2 separate regions of the Mus musculus genome follow, and region 2 is linked to region 1. Evidence: chromatin contacts called from public promoter capture Hi-C data. All regions are on one chromosome and are shown on one strand. Each heading gives the region's core, a stretch centred on a gene start, on an enhancer-like site or on the middle of the called end of the contact. The rest is flanking DNA. Distances are from core to core; before and after follow the strand shown.

What was found. Promoter capture Hi-C pulls out the DNA fragments that hold promoters and counts their contacts.
Region 2: a contact with region 1 is called in a promoter capture Hi-C map of the C10 cell line, with 2.7 times the contacts expected there. The contact joins two enhancer-like sites. A contact is called at or near these places in 4 of 39 promoter capture datasets (the 3T3-L1 cell line, the C10 cell line and cranial neural crest) and 1 of 115 datasets of contacts at active chromatin or transcription factors (embryonic stem cells).

The regions. Positions count from the first base shown.
Region 1 is chr16:4,048,945-4,053,926 of GRCm38.p6, forward strand. Trap1 (TNF receptor-associated protein 1) reads right to left here. Exons shown (of 18, transcript NM_026508.2): 10 at 4,537-4,657; 11 at 3,921-3,990; 12 at 407-554. Among named protein-coding and RNA genes, the nearest start is that of Dnase1, 14 kb to the left of the region's middle. Within about 2 kb of position 2,262, at least 5 of the 459 cell types and tissues checked have an H3K27ac peak or open chromatin away from gene starts, as enhancers often do.
Region 2 is chr16:4,486,842-4,491,823 of GRCm38.p6, forward strand. It overlaps Srl (sarcalumenin), which reads right to left. Exons shown (of 7, transcript NM_175347.6): 5 at 652-768. Among named protein-coding and RNA genes, the nearest start is that of Srl, 34 kb to the right of the region's middle. Within about 2 kb of position 2,455, at least 127 of the 459 cell types and tissues checked have an H3K27ac peak or open chromatin away from gene starts, as enhancers often do.

The DNA of each region.
Region 1 (4,982 bases), core at 1,012-3,511:
TTTCCCCAGTGACAAAGTATCTGAGAAAGTCAACTTGAAGGAGCCACAGCTGACTGAGGAGGCGCACTCAGTTAATTTCTGAGTCTCAGTGGCACCACTGCATAGACAGGGGGCCCAGGTAAAATAGAGAGAAAAAAAACGCACAGGAATTCTGTTTCGGCTCCAGCTAACTGAAGCAGATAACTATGGCTTTGAGTAGCTTTTGTCAGATGTTCTGTCAGTGCCTGGAGCCTGGCTAACACAGGTAAGAACACATGCAGACCTGCTGTATCTATGAGGACAGACCCAGAAGCCCAGTGTTCCAACTGCTGCCCATGTGACTTGTCACCACATCCAGGACAGCCTCTACCAGCTTCCTCTGTAGCAACAGGGCTGAGGCTGACAGGGAGGACCGAGATCATCCTACCTTGATGTCTTGCTCTGCAGTGGTCACAATGCCCTCCCTCATGAACAAGCCATAATCTTCAAAAAACTTTGCGTATTTTTCAGCATCTTTTTTACTCTGGTCAATGAAGAACTTGATCAATCTCTGTTGTAGAACATCCCGGAGTTTCCTACAGAACACAAGTTACTCACTGTGAACAAAGCTTTCTGTCAAGTAAGGGGGCGGGCGTACACACCCGGAGCCAAAGGGAAACTATAGAACAAGAGACACTGTGCTGCCCCCTAATGAGAAGCTCGCTAGGATGCTCTGCAGGTGGGTGGTGGTACAAACTGAATTCCACAGGACAATCAGTAGTGGGCATCTCCTGAGCACCAGCAGGGATCACATATGAGAAACAAGGAGAGGCGCCTGCACTGAAGCACGTGACAAAATCACTACGAACAGGCTCAGGGTTAAAGTGGATCATGCTGAAGCCGACCAGAAATGTCACCTAACAGTTCTAGAGGTAGGAGCAAAGGTCTGCTGGAAAAAACTAAACCAAAGCAAACCCAAGCAAACCCAGGCAAACTTCAGTGTGTATTCATGGAAAGACTGAGCGTATGCTGCAGAGCTGTTTGTCCTTAGGTAGGTGTATGAATTCCTGCATAGCCTGGGACATACTAAGCATATTACATATACACTGTATAGCTTGGCAAAGTGTCACTCTGTAATCAGGACATTTTTTACTGCATTATCCATAAAGGCAATCAGGATCAAGCGCACAGAAGTGGGCTTTAGTAAAAGACAGTCACTGGGGGACTGGAGAGATGGCTCAGCAGTTAAGAACACTGACTACTCTTTCAGAGGTCCTGGGTTCAATTCCTGGCACCACATAGTGGCTTACAACCATCTGTAGTAGGATCTAATGTCCTCTTCTGGTGAGTCTGAGAGTCTGAAGACACTGACAGTGTACTCATGTATGTAAAATAAATAAATCTCAAAAAAAAAAAGAAAGAGGGTCACTGTCTTTGTTAGGTTTTCTATTGCTCTGATAAAACAGAGCCATGGATCCCAGTGCCTGGTATGCCTGGACTAGCACAAGGGGCCCAGTGAGGCTTGCTGAAGGGACAGGAGTCAGTGCAAAGGCAGCTCTAAACCAGAATAATAGGAGAATATGATATGTATCAACAGGAATGGATTGCTCCCTGACTAAAATGGGTCATCAGTCCGCACTGCATTAAATATTTTTAAAACACTACTGAGTACCATGGAAAGGGGTTGTCTAGCATGTATGTATCTCTGAGTTCAATCTAACACCACTTAAAAAGCCATGAATAATATACTGACAATCTGCTGAGGATCACATCTACAATCTTCTAAGTAAAGCAGCACTGGTGGTGGGAAGGCAGCTCAGGGTAGCGTGTCTGCTTGTTAATAACCAGTAAAGCAAACAAACAAAAACAGCAGAAAAAAAACCAAGACACCAACAATGTGTGTGTACCAGCTCACAGACCTGCACACGGTCCGCACCGAGAATGGAGAGAAGCCTCAAAGACTTCCCCTAGGTGAACATCACCCACCAAGGACAAGCCAAACCCGCTCCACCCTCAGGACAGGCTCTTGTGCTCGTTCCTGGGAGCATCGACCATTTCCAAGGGCAGGCCCACTCCACAGGGTGACTGGCCTGATTGCCAAGGGAATCCCTCTGGGAAAGGCAAGTGAACTGAGGTTACCTCCTCTGGCCTCCACAGTACATTGCCACCAGAAGCAAAGGATAGAGCAGTTGGCAACCACACAGCGAATGAAGAAAATCAGACAGCAGATAGCTCCCACTATGGTGACTACACTTCCTTCTCCAGGAGGAGAGAGGGTCACAAGACTTTCTCAAGATAGAAACCAACTCTCCCTTGAGATTTCAACAACTCTCCAGTCACAGCTACACAATCTCGGAAATGCTGAAGTGTATGGCATAAGACGTTAGCTGGAGTGGACCTGGTGCAGCTGCCAGAGCCGCCACGCTCTTATAAGGGGTACCCGATTTCCTCAACAGTCTTTATTTTCCCTGTTAGGTCCCTCTCTACTCCACTATGCCATTATGTCTCCCAGGAGACACAGGACATCACAGAAACCTGGATGCTCACAACTGAAGGATAAAAGCTGCAGACAGTGGGGCTGGAGGACAGACAGCGACAATGATACAGCAAGGCCTACTGCTGCTTCTGAGGTTCCACTGGGTAGAAAGAAATCTTTGTAGGTTGGTGACACACCGACACACAGAGAACGGCACCAGGAAGACAGCAATGCCTCAGAAGGCCCAGAGTGGATCTTCCACTTGGGAAGCTCCCGATTCTCTGAACACTGTGAACAAAGCAGCTCCTTCTTCAAAAGATTGGCCACAGGCAGGAAGGAGGTGCTGGTTCTACACCTCTCTCTGCCACTTAGGCACCCAGGAACAGAGTGCCTCAGGGTCTAAGGCAGCTCCGGGCAGACATGAACATGACTGCTCAGTCAGACTGGGCACTGAAGCACAGCTAACTCGGCTCTAGGAATCTAAGAGCTGTGTCTCCACAGGCCTGACCTCCTAGTTTCAGAAGAGCGTTCCAGGGCTGGAGAGATGGCTCAGTGGTTAAGAGCACTGGCCGCTCTTCCAGAGGTCATGAGTTCAACTCCGTACAACCATAAGGTGGCTCACAACCATCTATAATGGGATCCAATGCCTTCTTCTGGTGTGTCTGAAGACAGCTACAGTGTACTCATATACATAAAATAAATAAATAAATAAATAAATCTTTAAAATAAATAAATAAAAAAGAAGAGCATCCCAGACCCAAGTCAAACTATATTCTTGGTTCTAGGGTGACCCCTGCCTCATTCAACTCTGAGACATGGTGTCTAGAATCTCTCCAACTGTGGCCATACCCAGGCTGGGTGGCAGGGATGAGCCATCTTTCAACACCATAATTCTTCAAAGCTAGTCCACATTGATGGGGAGCAATGCAGCTGTGTTCTCCCCAGACATTTGGAGCCCACACCTGCACATGTACCACCCACCTTCACCACAGCAAGGAAAAGCACCATGGAGCCTGGAGCCACCCTGCACCCCCTGGCACCCATTCTCCATGTGGGTTAGCAACATCAAAGTGGGCTGAGGAAAAGGACCAAGTTCTTTCCTCATTCATTGTAATTTGTATTTAATGGGGAAAGTAACGTATACTCCCAAGAGCCTGGGTAAATAAACAACTATGCAATTGCTACAAGTGCTTCCTAAGGCATTACTTGCAGCTGAGGCTCCTGACAGTGTAGGCCTCAGCCTGGTCCCAGCATAGCACCACTATTTCTAGATCCAACCTCAGCAGTTGCTCAGCCAAACCCAAACTCTTCCTGACTACAGAATGAGTTGCTCACTAGGTCAGAACACCTAGAAGGTCAGGGAGGGATCCTGCCCTCAGGTCTCTCTTCACCCTTTGGTCTTGGCTTCTGAAAAGCACACCCGGGGCAGAATCAAGTCAAGGCCAGCCACCACAGGAGTGCCCTGCTATTTGCAGTCTGGGCTTACCGGATGAGCGCACTCTCCTGCAGGAGCTCTCTGCTGAGGTTCAGGGGAATGTCCTCACTATCCACCACACCTGAGAAGACAGGAACATTAGAACCCCTGCACCAACGGAAACCTCCATGGGTGGTAAAGGAGGAGCAGGAAGAGCAGGGGGCGCTGCTCCTCAGTCCTGCTCAGGGGCAGTGGGCAGTACAGCAGTCCCAGGGTAAAACCCTCTCAGGGCAAGACTGGCACACACCAAACACATCCCAGCATTCAACTCCAAAGTACTAACTAAGCTACTATGTAATCCCAGATCTCGGAGACCGAGGCCTGGGCTGTGTAGAAGACCTTGTCTCAAAAGAAAAGGAGAAAGTCATAAGCTTGTCTTGGAGAGGGCTGGTCCTTGTGCTATGAAAGTAAATGCTGCTTACACTCCTTACTCAACTATAACTCAGGCCCAGCACAGCTCAGGCCAAACTTCCAACCCTGAAAGAACTCCTTGCCTGTCCTGCTGGGTGAGGAGGGTCTAGGACACAGCGGAAGCAAATGCAGTGGGCAGCATGAGGACACATGGCCATGCCACTTGGAATCCTGGGTCACCGTCCACAGTGCAGAGCCTGGGTGTCAGCAGCAGTACCTCGAATGAAGCGCAGCCACTTGGGCAGGATGTCTGCAGCCTTGGTCTGGATGAGGACCTTGCGGCTATACAGTGCCACGCTGGAGCCCAGCTCCCTGCTCACATCAAACATGGATGGTTTCTGGGAGAAATGAAAGCATATGACCGGGTGGCACCAGCTGAGCCCACCAGATAAGGGAAGGAAGGAAGGACCGAGGGTAGCACCTCCCTGGCCGCATGGATGATGAGCCCCAGGGGTGAGAAGAATGGACACAACTCCTCCCGTGTTGGCTCTGCTGGAATCCATAAGTGCTCTGGAGAGGATAGGGCAGCCTCCCCAACCCATACCCAACAGGGGACCTCAAACTAGTCTTATATGCCCCCAAAACAGAATTACAATTTATTAGAAGTCAGAATCAGCAAACCATGGCCTCCAGGCCAAAGTCAGCATGGGTTTCCCTACCACC
Region 2 (4,982 bases), core at 1,205-3,704, 440 kb after region 1:
TCCCCTGGCAACATCCCCCATCCCCACCCCCTCCCCTGGCAACATCCCCCATCCCCACCCCCTCCCCTGGCAACATCTACTCTCTTTCTGTCTCTGAGTTTTGCACCTCATATGAGTAGAATCAAACCACATCAGCTTTACTGCTTGGCTTGTTTTGTTTAGCATATTGTTTTCAAGGTTTATCCTTGACAAGGATGTTTCTGATGTGTTGTGACAGCGGGCATGGTTCACTCCTCTGTGTGTGTGTGTGTGTGTGTGTGTGTGTATGTGTGTGTGTGTGTTGCATAGCACAGGGGTGGAAGTCGGAGGACAGACAACCGTGGGTATCCTCAGTGTCACTGCCGCTAAGCTTTCAGGGGTGCCCCGATCTCCCTATAGAAGTTCTGCAATCTCAGACGCATGTGCTGCCACACCTGCCTTTTCTATGGGGACCTGGGGACCTGACTGCCAGCCCCCTCCTTTCCATTGTGTGCTCAGACTACTTCATCCAGCCATGGACCCTTGAGGTGTTTCTACTTTGGGCTTTTATGACTAGTGCTGCCATGGGGGTGACAAAGCTTCCGGTTCTTACATGTTATCTCCACTAATATTATAAAGGCATACAATAATTTCTCATCTGCTTTCACAATTTATACCCCCCCCCGTGTTCACCTGTATAAAGTTGGTATCGAGTATCTTCTAACCCAAGGAGGTAGTTTATCATGGTGGATTTGCCAACACTCCACGGTCCCAGGAACAGCACCATTGGCTTGGAAGTAATCTCCCCGTCTGCAGGAATCAGAAACAGACGTGACCTAACATCAGTTCTTACTTGACAGGCACAGCACTGTTCTCCAAAGCACTCTGCATCCCCCTGTCCCCCCACTGTCATCCAGAGCTTGTGGGGTTCTGTGTGGATCAAACTGTGTCAGGGGCTTTATAAGAGCATTCACTCCAAAGACACCAGGAGCCATTGTTTTGACCTTTTCCAGATCTTTGGCCTGCACCAGAAGGAGGAGTTGGCTGGATTGCAGGCTTGGTGCTCACGCTGGGAACAGTCTCCTGGCTTAATCTAGAGAATGTCTCACAAAAAGGACAAAACTTCTGCATTTCGAAGATTGAAGTTTGCTACCTGAATCAACAGTAAGAAAGGACATGGGAGAAGCATAGACAAGGTTGAGCCATCCGAGCTCCAGGCTCTGCCCATCTGCAGCTTGCAGCTCTCCTTATCTCTTCACTGGGGCTCTTCACATCCTCCCCTCAAGCTCAGATTAGTCTTAGTCCATGACAAGTCTTCCAGGGTCTGAAACCAAACACTGAAAACTGGGAATCCTTAGATTCTTGGTCCCTGAGGCCAAGGTCCTCTAAGACACCCTGCTAGGAATCACACCCTGCCAAGGCTACTGGAGAGGGGTATGAGAGAGAGAAGCAGAATTCTCTAGTGTCTTCAAAAGAAAGATGGTGGTTTAGGAGGGTGCTCACTAGCAGAGCATTTACATAGTATGTGCGAGGCCCTGGGTTCAGTCCCCACTACTGCAAAAATAGAAAACAAAACCAAATCTGGGCAAAGAAGCAGGTAGAGGCTGTAGACAGAGATGCTGTTTCTTATTGCTGCTTTCTGGTCCTCTAACTTCTTTTCTGAACTAGCTGCACTGAGCACCTGTGCTCTCCAGACTTTTGTCTTCCTGAGCCTGCAGACAGACCTCAAAATACAGTCTTCTTTCTTAAACTTTTTTTAAATTTATTTCTTATAATTTTGTATACTGTCCTGACTCAAAAGTCTGAAGTACAAAAAGCCCCAGTCTGTCTAGGCCACAATACACTCTCTATTAGGTAACTAATGCTGGGCCAGTTGGGGTGGGTTTTTTTTTTTTTTTTCTATTTTCTTTTGAGAGGACGTTATATTTCCCAGGATGTTCTCAAAGTCCTGGGCTCAAGAATCAAGTGATTCTCTTGCCTCAGCCTCCAGGGTAGCTGGGCCTATCTATATTTGTGTACCACTACCCTGGACACTAATGCTAATTTCTGGCATTTTTCAGCTGCCTTACTGTGTATACACTGTGTTGTATACCAGTGTTGTACATTCATTTTTGTATAGCATGAATCCCTTCTGCACCTGGCTTTTGGATATACTGGTTTTGTTCCTTTGGGAGTAAAGCAAAGTCCTAAAAGATGATGGCTTCTGTATGGTGAGCACAAGTCGTGGGCTGGCCCTTCCCTCTTGTGTGTAAGCACACATGAGAGGCACTCAGCCTGGGAACACGGCGATTAGGCATCTCAAGAGAGTTATGCCAGTTATGGATTTTTCCAAAAAGCCAGCGCTGGTTATGTGAGACAGAGCTTCGAGTGTTGCTGTTCCAATTCTGCACAGCAGGGGGCATTGTGGGCATATGTGGGAGACCAGCAATAAGCTTGAAGGATAGGGGGCATGCAGGAAGCTGGCAGGACATTAGGACAGAGAAGCCAAGTCCAGAAAGGGAAGCCAGAAGAGAGCCAATTGGCCTTTGCTGAGAGCCAATCCAGGGGCAGCTGGCAGCCTCTTGGCCACTGAGGCTTTAAGTTTGGAGTTTCCCTGGGAGGGTCATGCCACTCTTGGTGTCAGAGTAGGGAGACAAGTACAGAGGACAGAAGAAAGCCAGCCACTGTTCTGTGACCTCACACCAGGCCTGCACGCGCTCGAAGAAGCAGGAGCGGCGGGCGGCGGGCTCTTAGGCCTGTAAGAATGGTATAGGAACCGACAGCACAGGGCATTCATCCCCTGGGGAAAGGAATGGGGCCGGGGTCCTGACAGTGGCCAGGGCAACCAGCACTGCCTGGCATTAGATTCCTGTTCTGTAGAGTAGGAACAAATGTGCCCTCAGATACACAGCTACTCAATAGGCATTAGGCTAATATGGAAATTGCCAGGTAACACAGGAAGAGATTTGTCATGTGATTTACAATTAAAACAAGGGCTGGGGTTATAGCTCTGTAGTAGAGCACTTGCCTAGGATGCTCAGGGCCCTGGGTTCCATCCCCAGAACTGAAAAGAAAAAAATAACAATTATGAAAGCTTTAAACCAGGAGTTAGAGTAGCTGTGGATATAGCTCAGTGGCAGGGCACCTGCTTAGCATATCTAAAGTCTGGGGTTGTGTCCCCAGCACTGAAAAATGAGTCACACTTTTAAAGATGGCAAACCATGGTGGAACAAGAATTCTCTGGTATGTTCTTGTGAATACAGATTGGAGTATTTCAAGGCAATTTTCTAACAATGATTAAAATACTTAATTCTAGTGTTCTATAATAATTTTTAAACATGTATTTGTGGGGCCGGGGTATGCCAGAAGATAAATTACGGGAGTTGGTTCTCTTTTCTTACCATACAGGTCCAGGGATTGAATTAAGGCTGTCTGGGCTGCAGGTACATTTGCCTACTATGCCATCTTGTCAACCCCTTTGCTGTACTATTTTAAGGACAAACAAGCAAGCAAAACATGTCTTACAAATATCTGTACACAAAATATATGAATTATGCTAGTGTTTGGAATGGTTTAATTTCATTTTGTTTAGATAGCATCCCACTCTAAAGCCTATGGTGGCCTGAAATTCATTCTGTAGCCCAGGCTGGCTCTAAATCCTTAGTCATTCTATTGCCTCAGCCTTACAAGTGCTGAGACTACAGGCATAGCCAGCATGCCCAGCTTTGGAACATATGTATGTATGTATGTATGTATGTATGTATGTATTGGGGGTGCACAGCTTGGTGTGTGTATCGAGGCCAGAAGGGCCTTGTGGGGCCTGATTCTCTCCCACCGTGTGGCGTTCAGGAACTGAACTCACGCTTAGATGCAAGTGCTTCTACTTGCTGAGCCCCCTCGCTAGCCCTACTCGTTTGTTTGTTGTCGTTTTCAAGATAAGGTTTCTCTGTGTAGCCCTGGCCGTCCTGGAAGTCACTCTGTGGACCAGGATGGCCTTGAACTCACAGAGATCCACCTGCCTCTGCCTCCTGAGTGCTGGGATTAAAGGTGTGTGCTATCACACCTAGCTTTTCTGCCCCCTCCCCCAAAACCAAAACATTTGTTTTTTTTTTTTTTCTTTTTGAGCTCTGGCTGCCATCGTCTCACTATGTAGAGCAGGCTGGCTTCAAACTCACAGATATTTGCCTTTATATTTTAAAATTTAGAAAGTGTACAGCACCTATTGTGCCTCAGAAATTAGATTCTGGTTGTATAGAACGTGGTGTATTCTTAGAAGACAGGCAAGAAGCTTCAATAAAGAATAATGGTGAGTCATGCATGCATGCACATACATCTATATGTATACACACACATGTACATACATATACATATGCACACTTGGTATAATATGATCCCATGTATGTAAGAAGAAAGAGACATTCCTATATTCATAGATATAGAAGAAATGTCTAGAAGAATCTATTACATCCTATAGTTTTGAGCCCTCAAACAAACTGTGGGTGTCTCTGGGAGTGGAACTGGATAAATTGGAGATTAAGAAACAAATTGTGTGTGGGAGGGGGCAACATGGTGTGATGGTGTATTTTGGGGACAGGGCCTTGCCATGTAGTAGCCCAGAACTCACTGTGTAGCCTAATCTGTCCGCACAGTTACAACTCTCCTGCCTGTGCCTCCCAAAATCTAGGATTACAGCTCTACACCGTCATGCCAGGCTTTATTATTCAATTTATATTTTTATATTATTTGAATACAGTTGAAACAAGTATGTTTTTTGTTTTTTGTTTTTGGTTTTGGTTTTTTTTCGAGACAGGGTTTCTCTGTATAGCCCTGACTGTCCTAGAACTCACTGTGTAGACCAGGCTGGCCTCAAACTCAGAAATCCGCCTGTCTCTTCCTCCCAAGTGCTGGGATTAAAGGCGTGCGCCGCCGCCACCACCACCATCTGGCAACAAGTATGTTTTACTTTACTATTTTAAAACCAAGCTTTAAAAGAATCCAGACCTTGTCTGGGTGCAGTAGCACACACCAGTAAACCCAGCTCTCAG